Linked DNA regions of Mus musculus: all the other regions are linked to region 5. Evidence: chromatin contacts called from public promoter capture Hi-C data. All regions are on one chromosome and are shown on one strand. The core of a region is the stretch at or near the end of the contact, and the rest is flanking DNA. Distances in the headings are between cores, read along the strand shown.

Region 1 (4,002 bases), core at 614-3,113, 690 kb after region 5:
GGGGATAAGATACAAACTATAGGTGTAATTCTAGAAGATGCTCTGACCCATTTGCCAGTCAACAACCCTCATACCCTAATGCTTTTAGCCAAACTGTTCTAACAAGACAGTGCTAAGAAAAGACACCGTGGGGTGTGGTAGAAATACTAGAAATGAGATGCCAGGAAAACGTGAACTAGAGAGCTAGCTGTGGAACCACCAAGGTATACATCCTGGAAACCCATGTCTGCATCTGAACAGGAGGGTCAGAACTGCCATTTGGCATTGTTCTTGGGACCACTAGAAATAAAGGACAAAGACAGCCAGCCAAGAAGCAATACATGGCAAACAACAGTCCAGCTAAACCATACTGGCATTTGTTAGGTTTATGACATAGCCAATGTAGGCCACCATAGCTCTCAACTACTGTCCTCTTGTGCCATCTGTGCTTCCCCCCCTGCTGAAGAGCAGTGCCTGAAGACCTAGGTCAGAGCCTGGCGCTCATTCAGTCTTAAACACTGGATGGAGGGATGTTGAGTCAGTCCAGCCACAAGTATTGGTTCAGCATCTCCCAAATGGTAATCTCAGATTCCCATATGCAGTGGTGAAACTTATAACCAGTTTACAAAGCACCACAGTCACATTGGCTGGGACAAAAGGCACTGCCCTTCTAGGAGCAAATGAGACAGGAAAACTTGGACTTTATTATTATTTTTTTAAATCTGTGGCTTTAAACCTCTCACCAGGTGGCTGTGGTCTCCTTGTCAGTACCAACTCCTTGTGGTTATCTCTGTTTTCTACCAAAGGGAGCCTTTGGTACTTGCAGCTCCCACCCTCACTAAGAGGAAACTACAGCTCTAAAGCAAAAGGCTTGGCATTAAAGCAGTTTGTTCCGTGGGCCAGTGTTGGGAGGGAACAGAAAGGAACATTCCTTTCAGGGCGGTTGGCCAAAGGGTAGGAGACAGAGTGGTTCAACATGGGAGGCAGGTGGCAGAGGGACAGGGCAAAGGGCACCTCCTGAAAGATGGGAAGTGGGAATGGGGAGTCAGTCCGAGGCTGTGACATTTTTGAAGACTGGGGCTGCTTTGGAATCCCCAAAACATGTTGCAAGAGATCAGAGGCTTCACCTCTGGGGCTGCTGTCTTGTACAACGAAGTTCCTGCCTTCAGAGAGATCCAACTCCCACAAAGAATCTGAATTCTGATCTTCCGGCTCGGTCTTGGTGACAGCAGGGGGAGGGCCTGTGTTAATGGCTACATTCATGCCATGGTAACGCCGCTTGTTTATCCAGTACAACAGTGGGCTGTAGGTGAATGTGGCAGCTCTCATCACTTCCACCCACTGCTGGGCACGTTCTTCTCTTTGCAAGTTCTTCTTCCAGTGCAGAAAGAGTATGCAGCTTCCTATTAGCACAGAACACAGCCCCAGGAATCCAATGCACAAGGAGATCCACACTAAGGCAGTGAGAGAGAGAGAAAGGCTGGCTGGCTGGTGTGCCTAATGCACAGCTTTTTTTTCACTCCCCTCCTTGACCTCCTCACTAGTCACTCTTCCTGTTCTCTCCATTCCTCCCCTCCCTCCTCATTCTCCAGCTCAACACTAGACTTCCAGGTTCCTTAAGGGATCATTATAGCTATTTACAGATGAGAAACGCTAGGTCTAAAGGGGGTAGGGACTCAGCCTTCTGGGAGTACTTAGTTTCTAGAGAAGATAACCATCTAATTCCTTAGCACTTCAAGAAGCCACCACTCCTCCATCCATGCAAAAGACTTCCCCTTACTTACCCCATGCCCAAGGGTACAATGTGAGGGGCAAGGACTAGAGGTGCTACACTTACTGCCAGAGAGGCTTGGGTCCTTTTGGGAATCCGTAAAGGTCAGTCTTGGCCTCCAGCCTATCACTCTGGGGAGAGGAAATTCACCCCACTCCACCAATAGGAGTCCTCAGAAGGCCCGGGCCTCATTGTTCTCTAAAGGAAAGGTCATCAGGTTCTGTCCAACTGGCATTCCAGGGACAATGTTTGTGAGCCCATCCAGTAACCTCTAGTACACAACATCTACTGCTTCTACCAAAGACCGAGGCACCAGAAGAGTTGTCTGCCCAATTCCTTACAGTGAACCCATAGAGCAGCCCCAGGACAGGGCCTTGGCATTCTCAAGGGGCTAACTATGTGGTTGGTGATTAAGGAAACACCATTGGGTACCTCCCCCAGTGCCTCCTGGGGAGAGCACACAGAGCATTGGGCATGTCTGGCCTCAACAAATCTTGACCAAGCTATGAGAAGAAAACCAGCTCAAGAGAACCAAGTGGTCAGTGCCTCCTTTGGCTCCTACAATCTCTTTTATTTCTGCTTTCTTTCCTTCCTTTAGCAGGTGCTGGCAAGTGTTCTTGGGCTCTGTGGGAGCTCTCCTCCATCTGGTCCTGCATCCCTTTCCGGGCTAACTTTCTTTCCTTTATTCTCAATACTTCATTCCCTTCTGACCAGGCCATCAGACACCCCCTACACACACACACACACACAGGGGGGAGGTGGGCAGGGGGATGGGGGAAGAGAGCACTATTGGGGCAGGTCTCCCCAGCAACCAATCCCCCCAGGATTTATTGGAGCCAGGATCTTGCTTATTACTTAAGGCAACTTGATCCACTTATGGGTAGCTCAGTTAGAAAGCCCTTGCATGTTATGTCTCAGTCAACTCTAGGGGAGACATACCAACCAGTGATAACTTGAAATCTTACCCTTTAGTTTTTCTCCTTTTTATAGTCTCCTATTGTGACTCCTGACACTCTATGTTACTTTTGTATCTCTGTGACCCATATACCAGACAGAAACAATGTTAAAAGGAAAGGTTTGATTTAGCTCCTGTTTCAGAGGGTTCTATAGTTGCTCAGTCCCATGTGAATGGGCGTGCCATCATGGCTGTGGTAGAACACGTGGTAGAAGACAGCCATTCACATCACAGAAAACAGCAAGCAGAACTCAGGACCAGAACCAAGGTCTGGGCTATAGCCTTCAAAGTCTTACCCCATGTGACCTTCTTCTGCCCAACCTCTTTAGTTTCCACAGCCTCCCAAAATAGTGCCACTGGCTGGGGACCAAGTGTTCAACACATGAGCTTATTGAGAACATTTCAGATTCAAACCAGAGCAGGCACTATTTACAGAGTTCTTCCCAGAATGCCTTTCCCTCCGCTCTACCCTATTTGCCCCTGCTTTTCCTCTTCTTTAGCTGGTGTTTTCCACCATCTCCTGGTCTCTAAGTCTTGGCATGCTCCAGGGCTCAGTCTTTAGCATTCTATCTATGTTTCCTTCTCAGTGAACTTACCCACATTTATAACATTAAAGAACACAAATGCACTGATGACTCACAACTGTAACCTCCAGCCTGGAACATACCTCAGAACTTCAGATTCACATACCCAACAGTTTGGCTGGCATCCTTCCTTGCCTATCTATCAAGTTATACTTGACCTTGGGCTTTGAGGTGGGACAAATTACTCACCCTTGGAGGTTTCCACATTTGCTCCACATACTCCAAGTTCCGCAGTCAGAACGATCCTTTGAAGAGTAGGCCATGTTACTCCTCTGCTTAGACTTCCCAGATCAAAAGCCAGTTTTTAACCATGACCTTCAAAGCCCTGAGCAATTTAGCCACTCAACTCTGTGTCATCTCTACCTCTGTCCCCTCCACCATGGGGATATGCTTTTGCTATTTTCAACACTATAATCCTGTCTTACATTTGCTGTTCCCCTTAGCTAGTCTGTCCCTGCAAGTATCATACAAGTCGTTCCCTCATTACATTCAAATATCTGCTCAGGCAATACCCTATTTGTGTCTCTCATATCTTCCTTTGCTTTTCTACTTACGAGTGTTTATCTGGTTCCACTAAAATGTAAATTCCATGGGTTTCTGTAAACAAGGTATTTACATAAATTCTATGGGTTTATGTAAACATTGCTGTTGCTGTGATAAAAATAGCAATTTTTTGTGAAGCAATTTATAGACGGAGGCCTTGTTTTGTTTGT
Region 2 (4,093 bases), core at 368-2,867, 850 kb after region 5:
CTCAGTGGTGCGAAAACAGCCTGTTTGCCCCAAGGCCTATCCAGTAAGTAAAGCCCTCAGCTCTCTGCGACGTCCCCAAACCCAAGTTGCCTACAGAAAACCAGTACTAGTCCAGAAGACCCCTGGCCTCCCGTCCGTCCGCTTTTTTCTAAAACGAAAAAGTCCTTCTACCGCCCCAGGCAGAACCCTCGCTGAGGCTACACTAGAGGCCCCGCGGATTCCCAGCTTTGGAATGTTCCCAAAAAGGGAAAGGCGAAAGGCCCGGCCTCTAGATACAATTCTCCCAGAGCCTAGCCTTGGTTTCTCCGACAAGTCACTACACAACTGCACCACCGAGAGCCCTCAGCCCCCTACCAGGATTTGGTCCCCAGATTGATAGGAATTTGAGGAAGAAGATGTTTTCCCCCTAAGTGCTCTAAAGGCACCGCCCGGGCCTTGGAGGCCCCTGATCAGGGTCTGGGAACTTAAGAAACTTCAGCCAAGATCCAGAAAGGTCCATTAGAGGCCCTAGCTTGTCGCCGTCCAAGATGGGTTATGGCCACCGGAATGAGAGGCCCAGAGAGGAGAGACCCTGGCAGAGCCCTTCATTTTTTGATCCCTGCCTCCCAAACGCCGCCCCAGCCTGAATTCCCTGCTGGAGTTCGCCCGCTCCACGCCAGCTCCACGCCAAAACAGGCCGTGGGAGGCCAAACGAATTCCAGAGAACTAAGGCCGTTGCGGACCAAAAACCCACCTGAAAGATCCTAACCTGAGGTCGTGTCTACGAGGGCAGAGGCAGGCTAAGCGCCAAACCACCCCGGCCAAATAATTCGTGTAAAGTCGCAATCCCAGGAGACAAGGAGCCCTAGGTAGCCAGAAAGGATGAATTCTGAGCTAAATCCCAGTATTGCGGGGTACTCGGGAATAGGGACGCTGGGAGGTGTAGGTGGCCCTGCGGGATCCCGGGCAAGGAACCTGGGCGGAGGACCGCGCCCCCTCTCCAGCCTGGGCCGCGGGCTGCGTGACGCCTCGGGGCGCATCTGCTCTGCATTACCCTGACTACCCACCCCCCACCCGCCGCCCCCTTCCAAACTGAAAAAGGATTTGTCTCCGCTTAATATCCAAACCTTTTTTGTATTTATTTTTTTTCAGGGGCGAAGTAATATCTTCCAAATGAGGCAAAACCGTGACGGATCCGAAGCGTTCTCTGCGGGTGCCTGCGTCTCGCCGGCCGAGGCTTCCGTCTCCGCCTCAGCGCTTTTCTACCCACGACTTGCCCTCCTTTCTGCCTCGGAATTTCTAGTTCTTTCCTTCTGTCGCCCTGGCTTCGTGTCCGACCCTGGGGATCGCTCCGCTCCCTCTTTCTCCCCATGGAGCTCCCTCCTCCTGCCTCGGATCTCGTCTCCCCTAAGGCTTAAGTGTCTGTCGCCTTCCAAGTCTCTCACCCTCTTCAAACTTTCCGATCCGCCCACCGACTCCCAGACTACAGGACCGCAAACGAGGAGAAGGTCCCCGGAGCTGACCGCCCGAGCCCTCCCAGTCCCGCCGGGTCCCAGGCCGCTCCTGGCTGCACCCCGCCAGCCCCGCCCGCTCGCACCTGGTCTCCTTGGCCCGCGCCGCCGCTGCCGCTGCCATCTACGCGCGTCCGGGCTGGAGCTGGAGTTTTAAACCGCGTTTCCCGGGCGCAAGGCGCGGGGCCGCGCGCTCCCTACTGGCCCCTGTGGCTGCCAATCACACGCCACTCTCGCCCCGGCCCCGCCCAGCCCCTCTGGAACATCTACGCAGCTCAAGGCCTAGGCAGCCCGGGTCAAACCTTTAGAGGAACTAGGGACCCCGGCAGCGTCCATCATTTCCCCGAGAATATCGTTCCGTCATTGCTGGCTCTGGATCTTGGGCGGTAAAGCCGCAGGTCAATCCCTACGGAGTTGAGGAGTACTGAGAAACCTTCACCTAGGTCTACCTGGTCTCCCTTGACCTTGGGGTGCTCTGCGATGGCTTAAGGAGGGCTTTGTCTCCCTCCCCAGCTGTCACAACAAGGTTGAACTGGGCAACTGCATGCTTAAGCAACCGCAAGCGCAAGCGCGCGCGCACACACACACACACACACACACACACACAAACACTTCTGGTACCACAACACCCGCACGAACACAACCTGCACTCAGTACTCACCACCCAAGCTCAACCCATACAGGGTGGAACTTCCGACAGCAGGATGCTCTTGGAGAGAGTTGGGAGGCTGAGTCTGCCGAACTCACTTCTTCGTGCACATACAACACACATGCACCTGTCTCTGTCTCCGCGGGAGAGGGAGAGAGAAAGAGAAAGAGAGAGAGAGAGAGAGAGAGAGAGAGAGAGAGAGAGAGAGAGAGAGAGCAATGATTCACAAAGCGGAAAAATCCCTGGATAGGGTTTGAGGTTCTTGTCAGCCTCCTTCTCCTTCCAGGTGCAACTGATTCATAGGAAGAGGTCGTTATGCAGGAGGCTGTGGAACCAGAGAAGGCCTTGTGTGTCTGAGGTGTGTGCCAAGGGGTCAGGTGTCCCCGTTAATGTGGGAACCTTGTAGTGCAAGATTGGCTACTGTGGCCATGACTCTGTGGAAGCCTGGAAGGCTGTGTCTATACGACAGTGGTACCTGGAGAGAAGGGTGTGTGTTCTATGCTTGTGTGGTCAGTACTCTGTGCAAGGTGTCTTTGGCCTCAGTGGCTGGGACTAGAATGTGTTGTGTCTTTGTTACTGGTGCTCATGTAACCACAGTCCATGTGTAACTGTGGGATTTTCTTTGTGTGTTGGTAAAGAAGCCTTGTGTGATTTTTTCGGGTCAAGTGTAATCCAGGTGTCTGGACAGACAGGCAGCTGGATCCTAGTTCTGACATTGCTCAGGTCTACAAGCAAACTCTCTGGCCTAGCTCTGAGGAAGTGGGCTGTTTATTTTCTTGGGGGTTAAGGCATGGCGGAGGTTGCCATACTTAACAGTAGATTTTTAAATCCCAGGCTGAGTTGAGAGGGCCAGAAATGTTGGCCTTGGTGGAACAGAGGGAGCCACCAGCAGATTTAGAGGTTGGACCGATCTTCAACCCAGAGTTAGAGGCAGGGCGCCTGAGGGGAGGGGGAGGAGGCTCCAAAGAAAGGGAGGGGGGGCATAAGAGGATTAGGCTGCTTAGACCCTTCTCTCCCACCAGGATCCCCCACCCCCCACCTCAATGCTCCAGAAAAGATTTCTTCTGCCAAAGCAAAACCGTTTAGGCTCGATTTAAAGGGACAAAAAAAGCGGAGGCGGGGGCTTTAAATAACCTTTTAATTTCTCTTCAGGGATCTCGGACTAGTGCAGAAGGGGAGAGGAGAGAAGGAGAGGGAGGGGAGTGAAGGCCTGCCTCTTTGGCTTAGGTAATCAAGATTGCCACTGTACCTCCACCCACCTGCCCTTCACACACACACACACACACACACACACACACACACACACACACGCACATAGATCATCCTGAAGAAAACCATAGAGCTTTGCACACACATATATACTTATTCTGTCACACAACTCTGGGCACAAGTGCATACTACTTGATTAGGCCAGAAATAGTACTTCCCCTCCCCCATCCAATGAGAAACCTTGTTCTAGTGAGGCAAGTGTCTTCTGTCTTTATTCAGTGACCCAGCTATACTCACCCTGCCCTAGCTCCCCTCCTTGGACAGAACAGGGGACCACTGGGCAAGCTGAAGGGTAATGGCTCTGTGCTGAGGAGGACAAAGTGGTTGAGGATACCACAGATTCCGTGCTGCAGGCTGCAAGTGATGAGCATAGGACCCAACCAGGCACCTGCTTCTGGAAGGATCTGTTTGCCACAAACTCCAATTCCCCTTCCTATTCTTCTTACCCCAGGCTGCCAAGACCTCCATCCGTTCAGTCATCCCAGGTCTGTGTTAGTCAGGGTTCTCTAGAGTCACAGGACTTATGGGTAGTCTCTATATAGTAAAGGAATTTGTTGGTGACTTACAGTCTGCAGTCCAACTCCCAACAATGGTCAGCAACAGCTGTGAAGGGAAGTCCAAGGATCTAGCAGTTGCTCAGTCCCACAAGGCAATCAGTGGATGAAAAGAGAGTCAATCTTCCTTC
Region 3 (3,740 bases), core at 202-2,701, 900 kb after region 5:
AAGTCTAAACTCCTCCCTGAGTAGATACCAACTCTAACCGTGTGATCTTTGACTGAATAAAATGGAGAAGCGGAGCAGAGCCACAGCACTCATGTCTCTGTGTCCTGGCTGTGGATGGCAGTGTGACCAGCTGCCTCAAGGATCGACTGAATTCTCAGACTGCAAGCCAAAACAAATGCTAGCACAAGATCAAATAGCAGGTGTGCCCCTGTGACCTTAGCATCCAGGAGGCTGAGGCAGGATGACTGCTGAGAATCTAAGACTAGCCTGAGCTGGTCAAGTACCAGGCTAGCCCAGACTACATTGTTTAGTGTGTGATTGAGCAGCAGTTCTCAACAGGAACAAAAGCATGTAATGGGGGCCGGGAAGGGAGATGGGGATGGACCTGGGTGCAGGAGCACAGCTCCTTACAGCCATCTAATCCTGACCACACCACAGAAACCAAGCTAAGGAGTTATGAGAGCCCTGCATCTTCTCTGCTAAGGAGGGAAATTTGCTGCCTTCTTTACAGGTAGGCTCAGTCTCCCCACCTCTGCTTTATCAGGCTTCTCCTGGTAATTTAGGGGGACACTGTGATCCCAGCAGTCCAACTCTGCTATAAATGGCCTTCCTTCCAAAGGACCCCAGCCTAGCACCTTCTCTCCAATCTTTTCTCTCCCCCACCTCCAGGCCTGGGCAAGCCTATCCAGTGTTCTGCATCCTAGAAGCAGCCTGGTGGAGAGCCAGAGGGCCCTGGCTGTGCTGGAGATGACTGGATAAAGCTATCCTAGTGACCAATGTGAAAGGAGAAAGCCTGAACTGAGAATGTGACTAAGGTTCCTTGATCCTCAAGAGCAACAGCCTAGGGCAGTGTCTCCCAGGGTCAAGACACAGAAGCTGATGTAGCTGTGTCCAAGGAGTTGGGGCTCCATCCTGAGCTGGCAGCAGAACTTGGCAATATTGCTAATTTAATTCTGATTTGAGAGGGATGAAGGATGAGCATTAAGGGAGTCCTAGAGTCTTGCATCATGATTTAAGAGAGCAGCTGGTAACCTGGACAATCTGTGGCGGGAACAGAGTCTCTGCAGAAAGACCTTGAGAGGCCATTGCATGAAGCTCTAATGGTGAAAGCTAAGTTGCAATTGGATATGCAAGATATTGGAGATTCCTGGCCCATGAGCCATTTGTCAAAGACAGCTACAGGCATAAAACAAGAATCTATGTGTACATCAGACAGTGGACCTGGAGGAGAGGGGCTTCTCTTTCCTGCCTAGGCTAGGGTCCTGACTCACCTCCTCTAAATAGCAACAGAGGATGCACTTTAGATTCAACTCTCTAGAGTATCAGCTTCTGGGCCAGCATTTCCTGGAGCAGGTCCTGAAGATTTGGAGTGGAGTGAGCAGATAGCTAGGACCTACTGTTTCAGGCTAGCTGAACACTCTACACACCACACACCATGATTGGACAGAGCTGTACTTATGCCTGCATGCTTAGTACATGTTCCTATGCTTGTCCACAACACCAAAGACATACTTAGTCTGTCTCCAAGGCAACATGAAAGCTCCCAGGCTCCTCTAATCATTAGAGTCTAGTGGATCCTTCTCAGTCTCTTGGAATGTTAGCATTCCTCAGAGTGTGGCCCTCTCTCTTCCACCAGCCCACACTTACTAGGGAACATAAGCGGTCATACCTGTTCCTCTATCCCTGGCCTCTGACTCTAGACTTCCTCACCCACCCACCTACCCAAAGATGGTCCAGGATGTATTATATTTCTAATAAGCTTGTTCTTCAAACTTCCAACTGATGTCATGTCACCAACGCGACAGCCTTAGAACCATTCTGGACCCTTGTTTCATATCCAAGTTCTGACAACATCATCATAATGATAATCACATGTAAGATAATTGTAAAATGTATTACAACATCCCGTATGTGCTAGACCTTGCCCCTAATATTTCACCTATAATAGCTCACAATGCTCCTTGCAGTAGCCCTGCTGGTATGTAACATTGTTTTCTGGTTTTGCAGTGAAGAGGACCCTTGGGCCAGAAAGCTGTGGGTCCAAAGACACACAACAGAAGATCCAAAATCACGGGCAGCCCAGTTCCAAGGATCTTAGTCTTGTCTTATATATTTTTTTCTCATTGATGTAACAAACTCTCTGAAGAAGCAATCTAATATTCCTCACATGACCTCCATAGGCTCAGGCCATTCCATGTGTTATCTAGCTTCCAAAGTCCCAATACAGCTATATGATTATGACATTGCTCAAAAAATCCAAAGTCCCTTCTGAAACTCAAGGCAAACTCTTAATTGTGAGGCCTCACAAAATAGAAAACCAAGCTACATACTTCAAGTATACAATGACATTTGTTGGGTTTCAAACCCAGGACAAGGTATATTTTACATCCCAAAGCAGACGTGGCCTCCAGGTTCTCCCAGCATCCCTCAGTCCCTGCCTATCATACCCTTCCTCCCAACTTTCCAGCCCAGGGGCGGGTCTGCCTTTCCTTATATAATCTAGACATCCCTCTCCTCCCTCTCCCTCTCCTCCCCTCTCCCCTCTCCCTTCTCTCCCCCCTCTCCTCTCTCTTCCCCCCTCTCTCCCCCTTCTCTTCCCCCCTCTCTCCCCCCTCTCTTCCCCCTCTCTCCACCTCCCCCCTCCTCCCTCCCCCCTCCCCTCTCTTCCCCCAGTCTCTCCCCTCTCTCTTCCTCTCTCTCCCTCCCCTCTCTCCCTCTCTCCCCCTCTCCCCTCTCTCCTCTCCCTTCTCCTCTCCCTATCCCTATCCCTTCTCCTCTCCCTCTCCCCCTCCCCTCCCCTCCCCCTCCTCCCTCCCTCCCCATCCCCATCCCTATCCCTATCCCTATCCCTCCTCCTCTTCCCTTTCCCCTCTCTTCCTCCCCATGGCCAACTTCCCTGACCTCAGTGCTTGGAGCCTGTGAACTTGCCTGAAAGAAGCTTCCAATAAACCTGCATTCACATGCTCTAATCTGTCTTGAATTGACTCATTTCATGAATGGAGAAATAATTTATCAGCACTAAGTAAACATTCCCATTCCAAAAGGGAGGAAGATAGCAAAGTAAGCCCAGACCAAAACAAGATCAAAATGCAACCAAGCCCACTCCAAACCCTGCATTCTATGTCCAGAATCTGGGACTCATGACGGCATCATCTGGGCTCCAACAGAACACACATGGCCTCTCTCTTGGGTTGACTCCACTCATTACTGTAGCTTTCCTTGGTCGGTGCTCCATGTTTTTGATGTTTATAACACCCTGGGGTCTCCACTGCGATTTAGGTTTCAGCTTTGTGCTCTCTCGGGATTGTCACGAAGGGAGCTGGACCCTGTTACACACTGTCTAGCCTTAGCAACTTTCTAGAAACTTGATGCAAACCTCCATGACCTCATTACCCTTCCATTTTATATGCTTGCAAAATCAGCAGAATGTGGACAGCGGCACAAAGTTCTGCTGCCAACTCATGATGACACCTGGGTCCGTTGGATAGTGATAGCTGTGACAAGAGCCTACAGCTGAGCCAGAGAAAGTGCTTTGTTTAGCTTGTGAATTTTAAGCAAGGGACTCACTTTCAGGCAGTCTCTTCCCAAAGGGATGATCTCCAGTTTTATGCCCTGAGCCTTCCGTGGGTGGGGTCCTGTCCTTGGAGCACGATTCCTATCATCCCTGTGCAAAGTACACAGTTTCTCCTTAATTGTACTAATTTCTTTAACAACTAAAGCTACTTTGCCACAACTTTAAC
Region 4 (4,027 bases), core at 1,172-3,671, 970 kb after region 5:
GAATGCCACAGGGAACAGTAGTGGGGCAAAACCGAGCTCGAGGGACAACAGGTAAACATCGGGGGTCAAAGGGTGTTCTCAAAGGGATAAAAGAATAGATGTGGGTGGAACAAGGAGGCGCCACAGACTTGATATGGGATGGCGGACCCCTGGGAGCAGAATAAGTGCCACAAGGGAGAACCGCAGGCTGAGGGAGAGGTATAGACTGATTTAGGGGACTAGAGAGTGGGGATAAATGGGAGGTGGGAGGAACCACAGAATACATATGAGTATTGCAGGGGGAAACTGGAGGTGGTACGTGGGGACTACTCTTAGGATATCTACTGGGCAAAGCAGGATTACAAGGCGAGCTATGAGGACAGGAAGTAGGAGCAACAGTTTTGAGGACAGCGGTCTCTGGGGGAGGTTCTTTTGGGCAGGAATTTGAAGTAGTTGTGATGGCTGGCTCCATACATGGACTAAAGAGGCCAAAGGACTGGGAGGGAGGCTGAGGACAGGTGTTGGTCTTATGGGATTTAGAATGGCTAGGAGGAGTGTGGTGGGGTGTATTGTCTAGGGACCGACACTTGTAGGGATTGCGTCGTGATTCAGGGGATTTGGGGGACTTCATTTGAGGGGGAGCTGAGGTAGGAGGGCGGGGTTCATTATAACCTCTGGGTGACTGAGGTGGAGCTACACACTGGTTGTTCAGGGGAGATGGGAAATACGGGGAAGGATTAGGACACTGAGGAAGAGGTGGTCCTGTGGTGCAGGAAGGACCAGAAATTATAGTACCTGGGGTTAGTAAGAGGTAAGAGTTCCCCCCAGGCTCCCACAGAAAGGACCCTACACAGGGCTTCTGGAGAGCCTGAGGCAGGGATGAGCTAGGAGAACCAGCACTCTCAGGTGGTAGGTTGATAACACAGAAAGGACTCCTAGGGGCAGATATCTGGGAATCTGGGCATAAATGGGAATAATGAATACAGCCCTCTTGAGGTGAGATGGGAGAGCCAGACATGCCTGCCTGAGAAGAAAGTGGAGGGCCACAGCCATTTTTCCCAAGAGGTACATCAAGCTGTGGTTTAGGTTCACAAGAGTTTGGAGGCATAGGGTTGTCGTGGTAAGGGTTGCCAGAGGGTGGGGAAGATGCTGAAGAAAGGGGAGGATCATTGTAACTTCTTCTAGAGGGACAGTGGGGCCCTCGGTGAGAAATGGATGCAGGGGTTAGAGGTCTAGTTTCCACAGATCGGTGAGCAAGGGGAGGTGAAATTGCAAGGCCAGGTCTCAGGGGCCGATGGGTAAGAAGAGGTGAAATGATGGAGTAATTTCCCTGGGACCCTGGCATAAGGGGAGTCGAAATCACCGGGCCTGTCTCCAAGGTTATATGAGTAAGTTCAGGGGAAGTTACTGGGCTGGCTCTAGGGGCCTGATGAATGAGAGGTGGGGAAGTCACATAACAAAGACGCGGACTTGGAGGGCATGAACGCTGAGATTCTGGGGAATCAATATAGTTGCAACATAGGTTCCGCTGATGAGGAGAGGGTGACCCCTGAAGGCTGAATCGGTCAAAACAAGGAGAGGATGAACCAGCTGGCTCTTGTCTGTACAGCCTTCCTAGGAGTGGAGAAAAGGGTTCAAAGGGGCACCTCTCCGGTGGGGGTGGGGAGGAGAGGACTGGGGGCGGAGGGGGCGGGGTGGGGATCCGTCGAGGTAAGCACGGAGAAGAAATGGTGAGGCAAGAGAAAGGTTCTCTAGAGTAAGGGGGGTTGGTGAATCTGTTGCCTGCATTTGGAGAAAGGCCAGCATTACAGGAAAGGTGGTCGTTGAAGTCTTTCCCGGGCGCCACAGGCACCTCGAGAGTGAGAACAGGGGTGAATCCTTTCCTGCAGGACGACGGAGACTCAGGAGGGAAGGAGTAGTTGTTAGGGCAGTCTGCTTGAGGTGAAGTTGAAGGGGCTGAAATTTTAAGGAGGAAAGGAGGGGAAGAGTTCATGGGACTGGAGGGGAAGGGTAAGAGGGAGGAAAGAAAAGGAAAAAGAAGGGTGGGAAGGGCAAGATAAAAGTAAGCAAGAAAAAGTAACATGAGGCGATGTAACGTCACCGAATGAAAGCTCAGGCCGTGACTTAACAGAGAGGGGCGGAGTCAGGGGGCTGCTTACGCAACAGGAAGAGGCTTGTGGTTAATAAAAGGACAGGCAGGCGTGAGACAAGAGCTCCAAGAAGGTTACGGTCCCTGGAGTTCATGTCCCGAATGCAACTGTGAGTGACGGGAAACGCAAGGGCTGGATAAGTCTCCCTCTAATGTCAGACCTTACCCATTTCTTCTTATATCGATATCTCCGCGGGACCGGCGTGAAGTCCACGAGCTTCAGCAGCTTCCGAACACATCTTAAGACGGGCGCAGCCATGTCAACTAACAACGCCAATAATTCCGACTGAAACTGCAGCTGCGCTCTCGCGGGTTCCGGGAAGGATTGAGGGCTGCTTAGAATATCAGCGGCAGACAGGGCGGGGCTAGGCTTGCGGCGCCCCCAGGGCTCCGCCTACCTCCACACCCCACCCACCAGAATCCTCGGGGCGCACACGAAGCGGTGGCTGTGCTAGAGCATCTAAAGGAGCTCCTAGGAAGTTGCAGGGAAGGCCTTCTGGGCTCAACCTGCATGGAGAAAGCTGCCGAGGTAGAACGAAATTAGAGCAGACTATAGACAGAAGCGGAATTGCTAGGAAGCCATAGAAGCCAGTTTCAAGATCTTCCTTTTAGACGGTTCTTTTCAAGACTCGGTACCTAATTTTGTGTTCTTTCTGAGACTATCAAATTGACTACGCCGCTTAGGATCCAAGAAGAAAGGGGGTGATCACTATTTTTAGAAATGATCGTTTGGCTGAGCAGAGTGGCATATGTCTTTATTCCAGCACTTGGAAGGCAGAAGCAGACGGATCTCTGTGAGTTCCAGGCCAAGCTTGGTTTTCATAGCTACAGGTCAGACAGCTTTTCTGTAACCTTACATTTATTCTTATAATGTATTGCCACCCACCATATAGTATAATCAGCTAAGTCGTAATTTTTTAAAAATGTTAAGTATGTCAAACTGATCTCTGGAAGTTGTGGGGCAGCCAACGTCTTTGAATTAGTGAGCTCCAGATTCCATGAGACCATCTGAAGACGTGTGGTGTTGACCTGCAGCTGCCATTCATAGACCATATGCACATATGCATGAACATATACAAACATATAACACACTCTTTTCTTTTCCTTTTGATTTTTGAGACAAGATCTCACTACATAGTCGTGGCTGGCCTATAACTCTCTATGTACACCAGGCTAGCCTGGAAATTATACCTGCTTGCTTCCGTCTCCCAAGGGCTGGGATTAAAAGGGTGTGCCCAAACTGTAACTCATACAAATATAGAATGAGCACCTGCCAAAAATTGTACTCATCATCCAAGTCACATACGTATCTGTCATTATCTTTTTTTTTTTTTTTTTTTTTTTTTTTTGGTTTTTCGAGACAGGATTTCTCTGTATAGCCTTGGCTGTCCTGGAACTCACTTTATAGACCAGGCTAGCCTCGAACTCAGAAATCTGCCTGCCTCTGCCTCCCAAGCGCTGGGATTAAAGGCATGCGCCACCACCGACTGGCTATCTGTCATTATCTTAAACAATAAAAGTAAAATAAGACTTAAACAAGTGAGAATTTGAGTTTCAAAATTTTAGTGAGCCAAATGAGGCCACGATGGCACATGTCCTTTTGTTTCTTTTTTTTTTTAAGAATTTTTTTTTTAAGATTTATTTATTATTATATGTAAGTACACTGTAGCTGTCTTCAGACACTCCAGAAGAGGGAGTCAGATCTCATTACAGATAGTTGTGAGCCACCATGTGGTTGCTGGGATTTGAACTCAGGACCTTTGGAAGAGCAGTCAGTGCTCTTAACCGCTCAGCCATCTCACCAGCCCCTTTTGTTTTGTTTCTTGATTTATTTATTCACTTTACATCCCAATCACTACCCCTTTACCAACTCCCCTCCCACAATGCCTCCCCCATTCC
Region 5 (3,643 bases), core at 849-3,348:
CTCCCAAGCTGGTGGCAGAGGCTGGGGTATTTCCCTAGGGCATGAACTAGTGTGTGGGTACCACCAGAGGACCCTCTCTCTACACCCCTCTTAGACTCCACATTTGGCTGCTGAAGTATCCCAATATTCTGGGGTTTCACTTTCCTGCCCCCCTTTTAAAACCTGTATGTTAGGCCTTTATTTGATCCCTCTGTTTAACACACACACACACACACACACACACACACACACACACACACACACACTGCATCCTGAGGGAGCCATGTGATGTGTCTTACTTTGAGACATTGCCACTCACCCAATTGCCTAACTCAGAAACTTAACCTGAGAGTTTCCAGTTTCCAAGTGGGCAGCAGTTAGTCACTTGTCCAGAAACCACGCCCAGGCTTTCCTACCTCCCAAGCACTGAGCAAAGCCTTCTCTAATGCAGCCCAGTCAGTGGCTGCATGTCTCCCAAGTCTCCCTCTCACCTCTGATGATTTTCTTCATTTTCTCAAATGGTGGTCTGACCTTGGTTTCCTGCAGCCTGCTTAAGATGAGGGAGGCATGTTGGATATTTGCTAATTCCACCCCATTCCTTTCATTCCAACCAGTGGTTCCCTGGCTGTTCATTAACATCCACCAAGGCAGCTCCTCCATGCTCCTGACGATTCTCAGCCCACGTTAAGAACAGACTAGCCATGTAGAGTTAGACATGAAGAGTTTCCCTGCAGACACTTGTGGAATGGTCACAGGCCCACAGCACATGTATGAAAGTAGTTGTGCAGACATGCACTCAGAGGAAACAGGCTCTCACCTGTCCTGTTTTTTTGTTTTTCCTTTGGACAGGAACTAAGTAAGACCTGTGCCTTGGGACAAGCAATGCAGTGGATACCCTCACAAGTGTCATCCCATCCACAGTGCCCTGGCTGGTGTTTAATGTCGCAGCCACCCATTCTTAGCTTCCTTATTTCCTAAATCTGGTCAAGCCAGGTTGATATTGGCTTCTTCAGAACATAAACTTAGTCTCGTGTTGGACCAAGATCACAGGCTCTGTGTTTTGTAGTCGGGGACAGATGGGCATGATGACTGTGCCCTGGGGCTTTCTGAGTACCTGTCTGAAGCCAAGACAGCATGAAATCTCCTACCTGAGTGTGCACTGGAAAGGTCTGAGCATAACGTCCTTTTAGGAAACCATGCAAGCAACAGGGACTGCCAAAAAATCCTCTCCCCTCCTTTCCTTAGGAAGGGGGTCTAGCCTGCTCTTGCATCTCAACTCCTATATTCTAGGGTAGCTGGGACAAGGAGGTCCACCACGGACTTACACCCCAGACTTCAGTAGGTACTTGGGTCATCCCTAGTGTTTGGAAGGTCTGGCAGATGCTGTGTGTCCTGCTGGGTGGGAGATGTGCTTCTGCAATGCCTGGCCCTGTGATGTAGATTTCTGAGGGACAGATGAACTTCTCATGGCTATTCCTGTCTGTAGACTGCACCCGGGCATTTGGAAGTCTCAGGGAATGAGCAGAACAAAGGAAGATTGCTAAGACACGTGCATGAAGTAGGCATGCACACATAGGGGAAGCAGGCTCAGGGCTCCCACCTGCTTTGGACATTCCAGGGAACCACTGGTTGGAATGAAAGGAATGAGGCAGAACTAGCAAATATCCACCATGCTTCCCTCGTTAGTTTTAAGCAGGGTGCAGATCTCCATTTGATAAAATAAATAGGTCACTGAAGGTGGGAGATGTCTGCTGTGATGAAGGGAGGTGGATCTGAAGGCAGATGTTGAGACTTCTGACCAAGTCAAATCTTGTCTAAGGCCTGCCAGGTTATCAGGGACTGTGGGAACCAAGAGGGAATGTTGAACTGGGCTATAGGGAATCACCAGACTGGTCAGGGCTGGGGACTGTGAAGTGAGTCTCTGTTTCACGTGAGGTGGGGTCCCAGGGTCTGGCTTGGTGGGTCGGAAACAAGAAGTGAGTGGAGGGGCTGATGTAAGGAAAGCGGGCAGCTGAGCTTTCCCTGAGTCTTTTGTCCACAGATGTTTTCCTCTGGCTCCCTGAGCCAGCTAGAGCCTGTCTCAAGCCAACTGTCAGTCTTTCAAGAAGCCCCACCCACTGGGCTCATTCAAGGCAGGGCTGAAAATGTCACACCTTTCCCTGGGAGCCTAGCCCCATTGCCAGGAAAGGTGAGCTCAGAAGAAGACTTCTGAGGCAGAGTGAGTGTCGGAGAAGGCGGGGACTTTCCCCTTACTTCCCCAGTTCCCTGGGCCCACCCCCAGAACTGGTTTCTAAAGGGGTACCTTAAATGCCAGTTCGTCGGGCTGGGCATAAGCCAGGCCCGGCAGCTCATTTCCATGGGAGGAGGGCAGTTTCTCTTCACCAGTCTGCCAGTCCTTCCTCCCCGCCCTCTTTCCACTTCTGCCTTACCCAATCCAACCTCTCCTTTAGAGTCAGACTGCTCTCCAGCTGATCTCATACAAACACCCCAGACCTCCAGCAGCTCCAGGAGTCAAAAACACCAGCAGTGGACCGAGGTCCTACAGCTGCCTGCAGCCATGTTGGCCTTCAGTCTGCTCGTGCTGGGTCTGCTCGCGGAAGTGGCACCTGCCAGCTGTCAACAAGGTAGCACAGGACAGGGGTACCTGGGCTTCAGGGAGGAGAGGGGTGGCAGGAAAACAGTGACTGAGGTTGGATGGGGTGGTGTTTTGGAGGGTGAATACACACCACGGGGCCACAGTCCTCTGACTTAGGTTCTGTAATCGATTTGTTTTCCTTCGGGGAGAGGTGGGACAGCAGGGAATGTATGTGTTGGCTCTGGGGTTTAGGGGAGGAACAGGAATTGAGATCCAAACCTCACAGCAGGAATTGTCCCAGAGACAACTCAGTCCTGGGGCTAGAAACAGAGACTGGGACCAGTCCCAGTGCACCTTCAAATGCTTGCTCTGGATGGGGGCTAGGGGGTGGTGACATTAAAGGCATAAGCCCCTGGACTGGATGACCTAAGTCCTCTTTGTCACTTTCTCCATAGTCGTCCCACCGTGGGGGTACTCTTCACCAAGCTCTTTCTGTCTTGCTGTGTGGCCATGAGGGAATTCCTGTCCCACTCTGAGTCTTAGTTTTTTTTTTTTTTTTAATTCATTCTCAGTAAATCTTACCCTGCCCACCTCTCAGAGCTGCTGTTAGGTTGGAGGTATGAAAGGGTTTTGTACCAGAGAGATTGAGTAACTTATATAGATTCACGAAGAAACCGGTCCAGGACCATTTTTCTTCTGCTTTTGACTCTATCCCTTGCTCTATAAGCTCTCCCCATAGCCACAAGAGGAGGATGTCTGTGAGGAGTTAGCTGTAAGAGCCACAGAAGAAGGAAAATGGGAGGGGACCTCCCAGGGTTGTTCCCAATGCCTGAGCATCATAGACCAGAAAAAGTAATGGACCTGAGCCCAGGTTTCTTGGACAGAGTGGGAAGGATATCTCCACAACATGGGCCCTTGCAGAGCAATCATGTGCATCTTCTACTAGGGGTTGCTAACCTGGAGCTGCCATGGCTACAGCCCAGAGTTCCGTGATCCTTTCTTTCACCAACACCTGTCACCCTTGGAAACATCACTAAGGATAATCAAGCCATTACTGCAGCAGAAGAGCATCTAGGTGGACTCCAAGAA

Evidence for each region. Promoter capture Hi-C pulls out the DNA fragments that hold promoters and counts their contacts.
Region 1: a contact with region 5 is called in a promoter capture Hi-C map of embryonic stem cells. The contact joins the promoter of Tex38 here to the promoter of Pdzk1ip1 in region 5. A contact is called at or near these places in 11 of 39 promoter capture datasets (cranial neural crest, embryonic stem cells, epiblast stem cells and 2 more), 3 of 115 datasets of contacts at active chromatin or transcription factors (bone marrow-derived macrophages, embryonic stem cells and stem cell-derived neural progenitor cells) and 2 of 9 other capture datasets (embryonic stem cells and liver).
Region 2: a contact with region 5 is called in a promoter capture Hi-C map of embryonic stem cells, with 8 read pairs. The contact joins the promoter of Dmbx1 here to the promoter of Pdzk1ip1 in region 5. A contact is called at or near these places in 10 of 39 promoter capture datasets (3T3-L1-derived adipocytes, cranial neural crest, embryonic stem cells and 6 more), 1 of 15 datasets of contacts at CTCF or cohesin (stem cell-derived epiblast-like cells), 1 of 484 Hi-C or Micro-C datasets (embryonic stem cells), 8 of 115 datasets of contacts at active chromatin or transcription factors (T-cell acute lymphoblastic leukemia, craniofacial prominence, embryonic limb bud and 3 more) and 2 of 9 other capture datasets (embryonic stem cells and liver).
Region 3: a contact with region 5 is called in a promoter capture Hi-C map of pre-B cells, with 4 times the contacts expected there. The contact joins the enhancer-like site here to the promoter of Pdzk1ip1 in region 5. A contact is called at or near these places in 7 of 39 promoter capture datasets (the C10 cell line, cranial neural crest, embryonic stem cells and 3 more), 1 of 15 datasets of contacts at CTCF or cohesin (large pre-B cells), 1 of 484 Hi-C or Micro-C datasets (palatal mesenchyme), 2 of 115 datasets of contacts at active chromatin or transcription factors (both in embryonic stem cells) and 2 of 9 other capture datasets (adipose tissue and embryonic stem cells).
Region 4: a contact with region 5 is called in a promoter capture Hi-C map of the HPC-7 cell line, with 2.9 times the contacts expected there. The contact joins the promoter of Nsun4 here to the promoter of Pdzk1ip1 in region 5. A contact is called at or near these places in 10 of 39 promoter capture datasets (the HPC-7 cell line, HPC-7-derived erythroid cells, cranial neural crest and 6 more) and 1 of 115 datasets of contacts at active chromatin or transcription factors (pancreatic cancer cells).

Annotation. Positions count from the first base shown.
Region 1 is chr4:115,779,171-115,783,172 of GRCm38.p6, forward strand. Tex38 (testis expressed 38) reads right to left here and starts at 1,864. Exons shown (of 2, transcript NM_029196.1): 1 at 1,817-1,864; 2 at 664-1,433. The coding sequence starts at 1,817. The coding sequence ends at 829.
Region 2 is chr4:115,938,309-115,942,401 of GRCm38.p6, forward strand. It overlaps Dmbx1 (diencephalon/mesencephalon homeobox 1), which reads right to left and starts at 1,618. Exons shown (of 5, transcript NM_001025567.1): 1 at 1,577-1,618.
Region 3 is chr4:115,986,125-115,989,864 of GRCm38.p6, forward strand. No RefSeq gene overlaps it. Among named protein-coding and RNA genes, the nearest start is that of Gm38492, 17 kb to the left of the region's middle. Within about 2 kb of position 1,452, at least 5 of the 459 cell types and tissues checked have an H3K27ac peak or open chromatin away from gene starts, as enhancers often do.
Region 4 is chr4:116,051,390-116,055,416 of GRCm38.p6, forward strand. It overlaps Nsun4 (NOL1/NOP2/Sun domain family, member 4), which reads right to left and starts at 2,422. Exons shown (of 6, transcript NM_028142.5): 1 at 2,295-2,422. The coding sequence starts at 2,387.
Region 5 is chr4:115,086,610-115,090,252 of GRCm38.p6, forward strand. Pdzk1ip1 (PDZK1 interacting protein 1) reads left to right here and starts at 2,099. Exons shown (of 4, transcript NM_001164557.1): 1 at 2,099-2,603. The coding sequence starts at 2,336.